Linked DNA regions of Triticum aestivum: region 2 is linked to region 1. The links are chromatin contacts, called in public Hi-C maps. All regions are on one chromosome and are shown on one strand. The core of a region is the stretch at or near the end of the contact, and the rest is flanking DNA. Distances in the headings are between cores, read along the strand shown. Region 1 holds the start of LOC123140265 (homeobox protein HOX1A). Region 2 has its middle 210 kb from the start of LOC123140333.

Region 1 (5,843 bases), core at 532-3,031:
CGATGAATTTCTTTTTGAAATTCATGAACTCTTTTCAAATCGATGAACTTTTTTCAAAACTGAAAAAAGTTCATCGATTTGAAAAGAGTTCACAAATTTCAAAAACAGTGAACTTTGTTTCAAATACAATGAACTTTTTTCAAAAACTATGAACTTTTTTTGAAAATCGATGAACTTTTTTCAAAATCAATGAACTTTTCCAAATTCAATGAACTTTTTCAAACTCGGTGAACTATTTTGAAAATCGATGAACTTCTTTTGAATTCGTGAACTTTTTTTAATACCTGAACCTTTTCAATTTGGTGAACTTTTTTTGCATGCTCATGAACTTCATCTATAATATGTGACATGTTTTGAAATAATTAGAAAATATAAACGCTACAGTGTAATGTGCAAGAAATTTCGCGTCTGCGTTTCTATCCTTTTAAAAACTTCGCGCTGTTATTGTCCATAAGCAGTTGGCTGGTCCAGTGGTTGGCCTCTCCGTGTGGAAGCGCCCTAGCGCTGGATCGAACCCCAGTTGCGATGTATTTTCTGTCTGTCTTTTTGAGATTTTGAAAACATTTCTTAAAAATAGTGAGCAGTTTTTAAATGCCGCAATTTCATTATATTCCTTTTTTAGAAGTGAAGATTATTTGAAATCCCACTTTAAAATTAAACATGAACAAATCCTGCAAATCCCGAACAGTTTTCCAAAGCACGAACAATTTTTCAAAAATTTAACCATTTCTGAGAAAACGAACAAATTACGAAAAATGTGAACCTTTTTTCAAATTTCCGAATATTTCCTGAGATCACGAACAGATTTTAAGTTCTGAAAAAAAATGGAAAACATGAACATTTTTTATGTTCAGAACAAAAAAGTTAAAACAGAATATTTTTAATGCAAACACAATTTGTATTGTATGCTAAATGCAAACAAAATTTGAAACATGGAAACATTTATTGTAAATTGCGAACAAAATGATGAAACCGCGAACATTTTTTTAAACATGAATATTTTTCTGAAATGGTTTACAAATTTTGAAACAAAAATAGTTTTTTAAACTACTGAACATATTTTGGACATGAACATTTTTATGAAATTATGAACAAATTTCAAAATAGGAACATTTTTTGAAATTCTTTAACTTCTTCGAAACACGAATTCTTTTCGAAACTATGAACAAAATTTTAAAAAGAGAACATTTTTTGAATTTCAAAAAAAATTAAAAACAAGAATTGTTTTCGAATTTCCTGAAGATTGTTTCAAACATGAACATTTTTTAAAAATTGTGAACAGAAATTGAAGACGATAACATTTTTTTAACTTTCATTTTTTTTAAATTTCTGAACAGAAAAAACAGGAAAAAGAAAAATACGAAAAAGGAAAGAAAAACAGAAAGAACAAAAAAGAAAAAAGAAAAATTAAAAAAAAGCAAAAAAAACCCGGTTCAGGATCCTTCTAGAAGGTTTCCAAAACCGATAAAAACCGGCTGGGAATCTTTGGAAGGTTCCTAAAACCGGAAGCGCTGTTACAGGGTCACGGGCCGGCCCAGTTTCAGCGCTCGATAACCAGCCTGTGCGAAAGATCGACAGTTTGACGCAGTATGCGTCAAATAGGATATTCCGCTAAAGGCGCCGAATAGGGTTTGCCATTCTCTTGGTAGGCCCAAACAGCTACCCCTCTCATGAGGACAAGTGGGCCGGGCCGAGAGGCCATACGCCACCTACCGCGGGGCCGTTTTGCCTAAAGAAAAAAACCCTACCGCGGGGCAGTTTGGGAGCAGCGCCGCGCACCTCGTGTCTTTTATTTTCAGTCTCCGCTCGCCTCCAATCGCTCACGTCACTCCGTCCGCGCGAGGAAGCGGCCCGTCGTGCAGTGCTTCGCGACAGACCATCACCGCCTCGCCGGGCGGCGGCGGACGCTAGCGCGGTGAGTACCCGGTCCGCCTCCCTTCCTCCCCGCTCCGCCCCGTCCCGCCCCGCTCCGCCACCCGCGCCCGACTCCCTCGACCCTGTCTCTTAGTTCCCCCCGCGGCCAAATCCAAGCATTCAAGCTAGATTTCGCGCAGCGGTGGTTTGCGGCGCCCTAGTCTCCGCCAGGGCGGTGGGTCTGGGGGCGATTCGTGCGCTGGTGTTCGGTAGTTCTGGGTTTGAGTCGTGGTTGTGCGGGCTTCGTGATTCAGCGTAGCGGTGGTTGATGGATTGGTTCGGGAGTTCTGTTTAGAAGAGGGGGCGTGGTTTCTAGGGTTTTGATGGTTCGCTCATGCTAGATCAGGCAGTCGGGGCTCTGTATCTGGTTGATTCGGCTGATTGCCCAACTGGAAATCATAATTGCTTGCCATTGCCCCCTTGGCCCTTGGGTAAACAGAGAAGTTCGGCTGATTTCAACTATAGATTGCGTGAGATGAGCTGTTCAAGTTCTGAGACGGCTTCATGGATAGTGCCAACTGCGGAAGTTGGTCACTGTCTGTAGCAAATTACAGAAAGCTGTAGGATTGAAAATGGTACCCTCCGTCCCATAATATAGCGTTTTTGACACTACACTAGTGTCAAAAAGACTCTTATATTATGGGACGGAGGGAGTAGTACATTGCTGATATTGCTGGCCAGGTGTGTGCTGGTATAAATTATTGTCATTCAGAACAAGTCACCTGTCTTGGCAGCAGTAGATCTGATTTTTAACGCCCATTCATTGCAACAATGTGCTATATAGATGTGTGTGAATCGCTCTTAGGCGTGTACCATTCTGAAGATAACTTAGTATGAAGCACATCTTGTATTGGTAATGGAATGAATGTACTGGCTTTAAAATTTTTGAAGATGCAAAGTTAGCTATCAATGCTTGATAAGTTATATGTGATCAGTTCTTACAACCACAAATGTTGATTATACTTTGTGTACTTGCTGCAGGTGCTGGTTCATTTGGTGCAACTACGTACAGATCCATATTCTGTTGCGACTGCGCTCTGCAAGAAGACAATTTTCCGAAGCCGTCTTCTTTCTTTTACTAGAATATAAAATAATTTCTGGCCGCCATCAGATGGACAAAAGCAATACTTCTGGCTGTGCTGAGGACACTATTGAGACTCGGAGTTATGCAAACTCTAGCCTGAACCCTGAGGCCCTTAAGCATCAAAGTTTTCCTTTTCCGTACACATCCCCGTCGGGGGAAAGGAAAAATTTCAAAAGGGCAGCTAACAGGGGAAGGAAAGGCTCCCGAGTATTGTCAAGTAGAACTTATCCTTTGAAGTCATCTGAGAGTACTGTCAGGGTTCTTCGTTCTAGATCAGTTGCAGATAAGTCACCTAGTGATGCTGTGCAAACTCCAACAGAAAAAGCCGCAAAGAAGCCACCTAGCGACTCTGTGGACACTCTAGTAAAACCAGCTGCTAAAAGAATAAAGAGGGATAGACCCACAAAGGGTGGTCCGGACGATGAGTTATCGAAAATTCGTAAGCGAATTAGATACATTTTGAATCGGATGAACTATCACCAAAGTTTTCTTGAAGCATATGCCAGTGAAGGCTGGAAAAATCAAAGGTTCGCCACCTCTTTATTCATGTATTTGATTTGATTTGCTGGCGTCTTCTCCTGAATTCACCTTTGCATTTGTAGCTTAGTTTCATTTGTTATTACCCCTTCCATTCGTTCTATAAGGTGTTTTAGTTAGCAAAATTTCCCGATTGTAAGGTGCATTTATCTGTTTGCGCTGATCTTAGCCCAACTCGGTTGTTATCCCATCATACTGCAGTTATTGCGCCATCCACACTGCCCCTCCTTCAACACGTCGTTCCACATCCATGCGTGCATGCATGTTACTTGCTTATTCTGGATAGCTAGCCACAGCAAACAATTATGATTCTGGACACCATGCATGCATACTATTGCTTTACTCCTCCGGTCGTTTGATTGGATGGCCAATTAAACAGCTGCCGGAAATTAATGAACTAATACACATTGTAGGCAGGGGTGAAATCCATAATACCCCTCTAAGCTCCTCCTTGGTCTTAGTGAAGCAACTAATACACCTTACAAAGGGGACTGGAGGGAGCATTCACTTTTAGTTGAACTATTGCATAGGCGTATTTGGTGCTGTTGCTTCTTGAAACACTTATATTTATTTCATCTGCATATGTGTGAATTAACTAGCAACTTATAATACATATGGATCTGATTTACCACTATTAGTGTAATAATTCTGAACCGGCACAGAAGTACAAAAAAAGGCCATTTTTTGTAATTACAAAATTAAAAGGTTCCTGAATTGGGCATTAAGCTAAAACACTTCTTTTTTTGTTTGTCTTTCCTATTTAATGTGCATTTAATCAACCATGAGTGTGCGAGTTAGAAGTATAAAAGTGACAAGTGACAGGCTTACCATCTGTTCATTTTGTTTGAGAAATACACTCATGAGTCATGAGGTCTACATTCATGTAGCTCTCCATTAATTGCAATGTGAGTCTCTTTGGTCCCTCTCGATAAAAGAAAGAACGGAAAGGGTTTTTTGTGTTCTAAACAATTGGCAGAAGGGTATCCTATTGCACGCTTTATCATTTTATTCTATTGATGTCTTTATTATGTCTTCAGATGTTATATTGCATTCATGTACATTTAAAATTTCTAAATGTGCCAGTTGTAATGAATGATTTAGGGTTCAGTTAAAAAACCTAGACCAACAGCACTAGCCCCTGTGGCATTTTAACAACGAAGAAACAACCCAGGCACACACCCTGCGGAGCGCAAGGCTCGAACGCGGGTGGCGGGCTGGGCGCGCAGCCGGCCGAGCGCTACTAGGCAACTGGTCCACACCCAGTTCCAATTTAGGGTTCAATTAAATTTATGTTCTTATTTGACTGGTTATTTCATCAGAGGCGCATGAACATGCTTTCTTTTCTTTTGGTTCGCATTCATTGTCAACAACACAGCTTCTTGGATGTTCTTAGTTGTGAATTCCTTGCAGCGTGAGTTGCAATATAGAAATATTACTCACCCATACACAAACATGCAGTTTGGAAAAGATAAGGCCTGAGAAGGAGCTTGAACGAGCCAAGGAGGAGATCGTGCGGTGCAAATTAAGAATACGAGAAGCTTTCCAGAATCTTGATCATCTTCTAACTGTGGGGAAGCTTGAGGAATCTTTGTTTGATTCTGAAGGAAAGATATCTTCTGATGATGTATGTCAACACGTTTTTCTTTTCTGATGTTGTGCTGTGTTATGTTTACCATTTTAATCATTGACCATGCTACCCATCTTGCAGATTGTTTGTGCCACTTGTAGTTTGCAAGAAGCTACATTGAATAATGACATCATTCTCTGCGACGGAGCCTGCGACAGAGGGTTCCACCAGAATTGTCTAAACCCTCCTTTACTGACTAAAGATAGTAATATTTATTTTCTCAATTTCTTATGGTATCCAAGGTCCATTATTTCTGGTGTTAATTCATTCATGTGATCATTCCCTTTGTAGTTCCTGAGGGAGAGGAAGGATGGCTTTGCCCTGCATGTGATTGCAAGATAGACTGTATAGAATTAATAAATGAACTCCAAGGGACAGATCTTGACATTAATGACTCTTGGGAGGTAACAGTTTCACTGTTGAGAATACTTGCTGTTTCAAGGTCAAATAAATTTGAAATATATTCCACCATGATACTACATTATTTTTGCAGAAAGTTTTTCCTGAGGCAGCTGCTGTGGCACACGGGCCTATGCAAAATGATGTAGCTGATCTTCCATCAGACGATTCAGAAGATGATGACTTCGACCCCAATATATCCGAAGAACATGTGGCTGGTCACGCAGAAGGATCATCAGAAGAGGATGGGGATGAAGGTTCAGACTCTGATGACTCAAATTT
Region 2 (6,087 bases), core at 435-2,934, 630 kb before region 1:
TTCCACTGGTTTATTTGGTCTCTTTTCCTTTTTACTTTTTGGTTCTACGTTTCCTATTGGTTTTCATTCTATATTTTTGTATATGTGAACAATATTTTTCTAATACACGCTTAACAATTTTCAATACAAACTTAACATATTATAATGCATGTACAACATTTTTCTAAGAATAATTTTAACATTTTTCAAATGCTTGACTGACATTTTTTAAAACACAAGATTAAGATTTTTATTACATGGTCAACATCTTTCATATACACAGTTTTAAACCTTTTCAAATGCTTAATTAACATTTCCTAACACATGGTCCACACTTTTTATGCACATTATCATTTTTCAAATGCTTGGTTAACCTTTTTTAAATACAATATTTACATTTTTTGAATAGATGGTCAACATTTTTCAAAACACATTTACATTTTCAAATGCTTGATTAACATTTCTTTCAAATAACTGTTCATTTTTTTCAAATGTTTGATTAACATTTATATATACATGATCAAATTTTGAATGCATGCTCAACATCTTTTCTATACACATCTTACATTTTTCAAATGATTGAGTAACATATTTTTTTTCAAATACTTATTCAACATTTTTTCAAATGTTTGATTAACATTTTTTATATACATGAGCAACTTTTATATGAAAATTTTAATACATGGTCAACAAGTTTTCTATACACATCTAAATTTTTTCAAATGCTCTATGAACAATTTTTTATATAAACGATCAATTGTTTTAATCATATTTTAAATACCTAGCCAACATTTTTTTTCTGTACACATTTAACATTATCCCAGTGCTTGATTTAGATTTTTCAGACACTTATTCAACTTTTTCTCAAATGCTTGATTAACATTTTCTAATACACGATCAAATTGTTTCATACAGATTTTTTTGTATACACATTTTTTATGGGATACACTATTTCTTTAATCATATTTAACGCATTTTGGTCAACATTTTTCAAATATTTTTTATGTAGAATAGTTTTAAAAATATATTTACTTACAATATTGGAAGTATAAACAAAAGAAAAAAACACATGAAAAGGCAAGAAAAAATAGGTTGTTGTTCCCGGGAGCCTGGGCCGGCCCAACTCGAACCACCCTTCAGCGATGGTTCCTCTCGTGTCAGTGTCGGACCTAGAACCGCAGAATTGGCGGTTCCATAGTTCTAAATTTACACTAAACATCATTATAGTCTCAACAAAAAGTCTTAAAATAGCAACAACTCAATGAATATTTACTCTTAAGTATATAGAAAAATTTATTTTGTAATTTTGGAGGGGGTGACATGGCACCCAAGGCACCCCACTAGATGCGCCCTTGTCCTGTGTCGCTGAAGGCGAGATATAGGGGCGCCCTGTTTCAGTTCAGGAAAAAAAACGTCGCTTGCTTGAAGCTTCTGCACCAGATGAAGTCCACGTGCTTCCACGGAGATGGGTGATTTTTGTCCCTCTCGTGTTCCCGGCAGGGCATTCGACCGGCGATCTCGTCATATCCGGCACGTCCGTGTCCATGAGTCCATCTCTCCGATAAAAGCATGCCTTGATCGATCGTGGCATGGCCGGAGGAGCGAATGATCTCGATGTATCTGCCGCCACGCACATTCCCGACACGTGGCGGGGCGGGATACGCACGCGCCCTGCCACTTGCATGCACGCCCAGGGCCAGGGCCAGGGCCAGGCTACGCACCACCACACGCGCTAGCTAGCTGTAGTCCATGCACGACAGTCCACAGGTGTAGTAGTAGAAGTATTTCGAAATCTATATGTATACTCCTTCGTAGGATCTGCTAGTGTACGCACGTACTGCCTTATGTGTCATTCTCACAGAGACAAGTACCTTGTAGACAGCGAACCAACCTGTGGTTGGATGGTTAGAGGGACAGTGGTTCAGCCCATCAGGGTTCAAGTCTGGTGTTCGCATTATTTCTGAATTTATTTCAGGATTTTCGGCGATGCGCTTTCAGTGGGAGGAGACGTTCCCGTCGACGACGAGACGCCTACGGTGACTGCTCGGTCTTTCAGAGGTATGCGCATATGTATGAGCGCTTGTGTCTGTACTGATATTCAAAAAAAGTATCTTGTAGACAAGAAAATTGTACTGCTGCATGCTATGCTTGTTCGAATATTATCCTCCCGAAAGGATGAAAATGGGAGGGGTCACGCAAGGTAATTGGTACTGCTCCTGCAATACTATCTATCTAGCGCTGCACTGGAACACATCAACCTTTTCCTTTTGCAAGTTGGCCTGGCGATGGATCGATGCCACAAAAAGGGCCGCAGATTCAATGTAGTACTATGTGACGGTTCTATATATGTAAACGCACATAATGCAAGCCTTGCGTGTCATTCTCACAGGTCACAGCGACGGGTCCTCTGTAGAAAACTGTACTGCTGGTGAATGCAGGTTCGAATATTATCGGCTACAGGTAGCTAGCTCGTTTATCCTCATAAAAGGAAGAAAAGGGGAGGAACTACGCAAGGTACTTGGTACTGTCTAGCGCTGCAACACATCAAGCTTTTGCAAGTTTTTTTTTTTTTTTTTTTTTTTTTTTTGCAATTCTCAAGCTTTTGCAAGTTGCTCGGGACGACGGATCGATGCCAGGAAAAGGGGCCGCGGATTCGATCGTGATCTCACTCACCCCAGGCATAAAACCACAACAAGTTGCAACATGCATACGCATGGCAGTACTGCCACCTCCAAGTAGCACTAGCACTAGCAGTAGCGTACCACACTGACTGACACCGCGCGCGCGTGTGTCCGCGCCGAGATCTGGGCGAGATCGGATAAAAGGTGGCGGTGTCGCGCGCCCGGCCGGGGCGCGATTACCGATGAGGATTTGGTTCGGTTCCTCCGTGGATCGCAGGGGCACATGCATGCATGCCGCTGCCCAGTCTGCTTTCCGTTTCCAGCCGCGGCGCGTCGTGATGTCAGCCCCGGCCCCGCCCGCCCGGGAGAATAGTACGAGAAAATGATGGCATTGTGGAAGCTCTGTGCATGCAGATGCAGGGGCGGTCCCTTGGCAAATGCCGTGGAAGTTGTCACATACACTACTTAACGATCAGCACCGTGCATGATAGGCTAATAATCTAGTGGGTCTCGACCTGGCATGTATATGAGTACATACACAATATCCCATGAGATTGCTTTCATAAAAAAAAACAATCTCGTTTTCGAAACTTAGCAAGAAGAGTATCTTTTGAGTGCCGAACTACTGTTTCAAAGATAAGAAAGATCCATGTATATGTAAAGAATGGATGCGAGCAGCTAGCATGTCCATGTCAAATATGACAGGAAAAATCCCGTGATGATTTTTGTTTTCTTTCTCGGTAGCCAGAAGGTTGCATAACTCATAGTGTGTCCCGTAGCTCTCATGTGGTCATACGTACCTTTTTACCAAAATTGCATTGACAAGTTTATCACGAATTATTTTTCACCTATTTTTGTAACTTATTATAGGGCTCTCAATACTTGCTAATTGTTTCCGCCATATCAAAAGAGACAAAGCAAAAACCCTTAACCCTGTCGTCCTCGTAGTTTGAAGGAGATCGGTACCATCGTCCTCGGTGCGGTTTACCTCGAGTGCTTGCACGCAAAGAATCGGGAGATATTTCACACGAGATATGGAAAGGTAAAGTCCTTGCAACTATGTGTTTTCAGCGGTGGCTATGATATTGAGTGACTTCTTGTAAGCATCGAGTGAGGTACAAATGATCTGATCCACTGCGATGGACGATTCTCCACTATCATTGTGATGTCCCTTTTCTTTGGATTGCCATTTTTATGTTCCTTTCGTGGCTTTTTCTGTTGCCTTTTGTTGCAAGGAAATATCCGGAGTCTATGTTCCATTCTAACTATGCTAAACATTATTTTCAGAGAGACTCGGAAATATTTTGATACACTAAAGTTTAGAGAGCAAAAATCCATGCCTATACCATGCTGGCTGCATGCACACTTTATTTCTCAGATGTGTTTTCTTTGCTCCAGAAAGGTAATGAAAAATTTAAGCAAAACCATGAATTCACTTCATGCTATATCCAAATTTGAAGCAAATTTTCTTCTGATCATACCCATCCTGGGAGGGAATTGTGATAACTCTTATAAAGTTGTGGCTTAAGCATGGGGCAGGACCACCCTCTAGCTTTAGACATGGGATGGTTTTGTGGGAATAAAATCACAAACCCAAATACTTATCAGAGAAAATATCATGAGTGTACTACAATGTTATGCAAAATCGCACAAAGAAAAATGGGAGAAAAAGCCAAAGATGGGTGACATATATGAAAAAGAACAAGTGGTAGAAAATATATGTATATAAAATCCATAGGTTTCCACTTTTTGGTTTCTCCCAAACATCATGACATATAGAGTGAACTTTTGGATAACTTCTGTAATTCAGAGTGCATATCTATTTTCAGAATTTATAGTATACAAAAATATCGACAAGACAAGAGGTTTAGATACACCTTGAGCTTATAAAATTTCTCTTTAAGCTATTTTTAATCGGACATGGTCGCAATTTTGCGCCAAGATTTGTAAGTATACCATTTTGTCTATGATTTTTTTCAAACGGAAAAGACAAGACTTTATGAAATGAAAAGTATATGTTTATCTTCTTGTGGATGAGAAAGACCTCTTGCTAGCAGAATTTGGATGCAAGACTTGCTTCAGAGGGTTCAAATCTGGAAGTTTATATTTACACACATATTACATATAGATACCTTAATTAGAAATTTAGTGAGATTAGGGGGTTTATCGAGGTCTCTGTCAACTGTACTGTCATTAGAAGGTGAGCTCTTTTAGTTGTTTTCATGCTTGCTTTTTCGTTTTATAATCGTCAACTATAGAGTACATTACTTTGGAGTTCTTTTGTGAGCGGGGAGAGAATACTAGTTAGTTAATCCCTTGAAAAGGAAATAACGGCAACCACTTACATTCTTGGCAAGTTATTCTCCGCATATTTTGATGTGCTAAACTGCACTTAACTTTGGAATCTAAAACCTTTTCCGGTAGTGCCTTGTCCAGTTAATTATCTGTTACAAAATAAATAAGAACATACATTTAATTACACCCTCGGAGGTCAGTCTTCTTATCTTTCATTGTGACCTAACTTCTTTTGGACTCCTTTTCCCTAAAGAAGAACTTAAGTCCCCTAAAGAAGAACTTATTGGAATCATAAATATTTTCCGGTTGGGCATCATTCGGCATCTTCACCAAGTTGAATTCCAAATTGCCATTTCTCAATCGACATTGACTGTCATCTGATCTAGATTTTCTTATTCTTGTACCAGCACGAATCTAGAAGTTGTTGTCATAAGAATAACAAAAGCTAGGCAGCTGGTTATTGCAGGTAGTATTTATTCTGTTCCGCGGTAAGAGAAAGCAAAAGATGCATGACACGTTATGATCTATACTTTCAATTCCTCCCAGACCACAAATTAGCGGTATTTTAGATGTTAAAACAATCTTCAGGATGCAACTTTGACGACTAATTTATAATACTTCCTTCGTTTCATAATGTAGTGCGCCCATGCTTTTTGAGATTTAACTTTGATCATAAATTTAACCAACATGGGCGACTACGGCGGGAGCATGACAAATATCTTTGATTTGTATTCGAAAGAAGTTATGAAAGGTATAATTTTTCAGCAAAAATGATTTATGTATTATTTGTCTAATTTATGGTCAAAGTTGAATCTCGAAAAACATGGACGCACTACATAATGGAATGGAGGGAGTACAGTTTATGTACAAGACTTAAAAGATACTATAGTTATCATTTCCAAGATATATGTATGCATTTGTTTTCGCTCCGTCCACTTCTGCATCCATGTCGCTCGCAGCATCGCCGGCGGTACCGATCCAATCGGCTGTAACATCTTCGGGAACGACTGGTACAGGAAAGGGAGCGACATATGTGGCACCGTCGTAAGGCGGTGCAAAACCTCGACAACACAGGTATAACCTCGTTTCCAAATCTTTTTTATCTTTATCTACTACTACAATTGCTTCAAACGTAAAAAATGTTGGTGTTAGTCTAGGTAGCAACGAGAAGGAAATTTCTGTTTCCACTAAT

Evidence for each region. Hi-C and Micro-C count contacts between places; a contact is called where the count stands out from the background.
Region 2: a contact with region 1 is called in a Hi-C map of leaf, with 7 times the contacts expected there. The contact joins the enhancer-like site here to the promoter of LOC123140265 in region 1. A contact is called at or near these places in 2 of 5 Hi-C or Micro-C datasets (both in leaf).

Annotation. Positions count from the first base shown.
Region 1 is chr1B:588,738,611-588,744,453 of IWGSC CS RefSeq v2.1, reverse strand. LOC123140265 (homeobox protein HOX1A) reads left to right here and starts at 1,781. Exons shown (of 12, transcript XM_044559905.1): 1 at 1,781-1,915; 2 at 2,896-3,525; 3 at 4,994-5,159; 4 at 5,244-5,367; 5 at 5,454-5,566; 6 at 5,656-5,843. The coding sequence starts at 3,026.
Region 2 is chr1B:589,370,303-589,376,389 of IWGSC CS RefSeq v2.1, reverse strand. No RefSeq gene overlaps it. Among protein-coding and RNA genes, the nearest start is that of LOC123140333, 210 kb to the left of the region's middle. Within about 2 kb of position 1,684, at least 2 of the 8 cell types and tissues checked have an H3K27ac peak or open chromatin away from gene starts, as enhancers often do. A contact at or near this core is called in leaf, where this site is marked.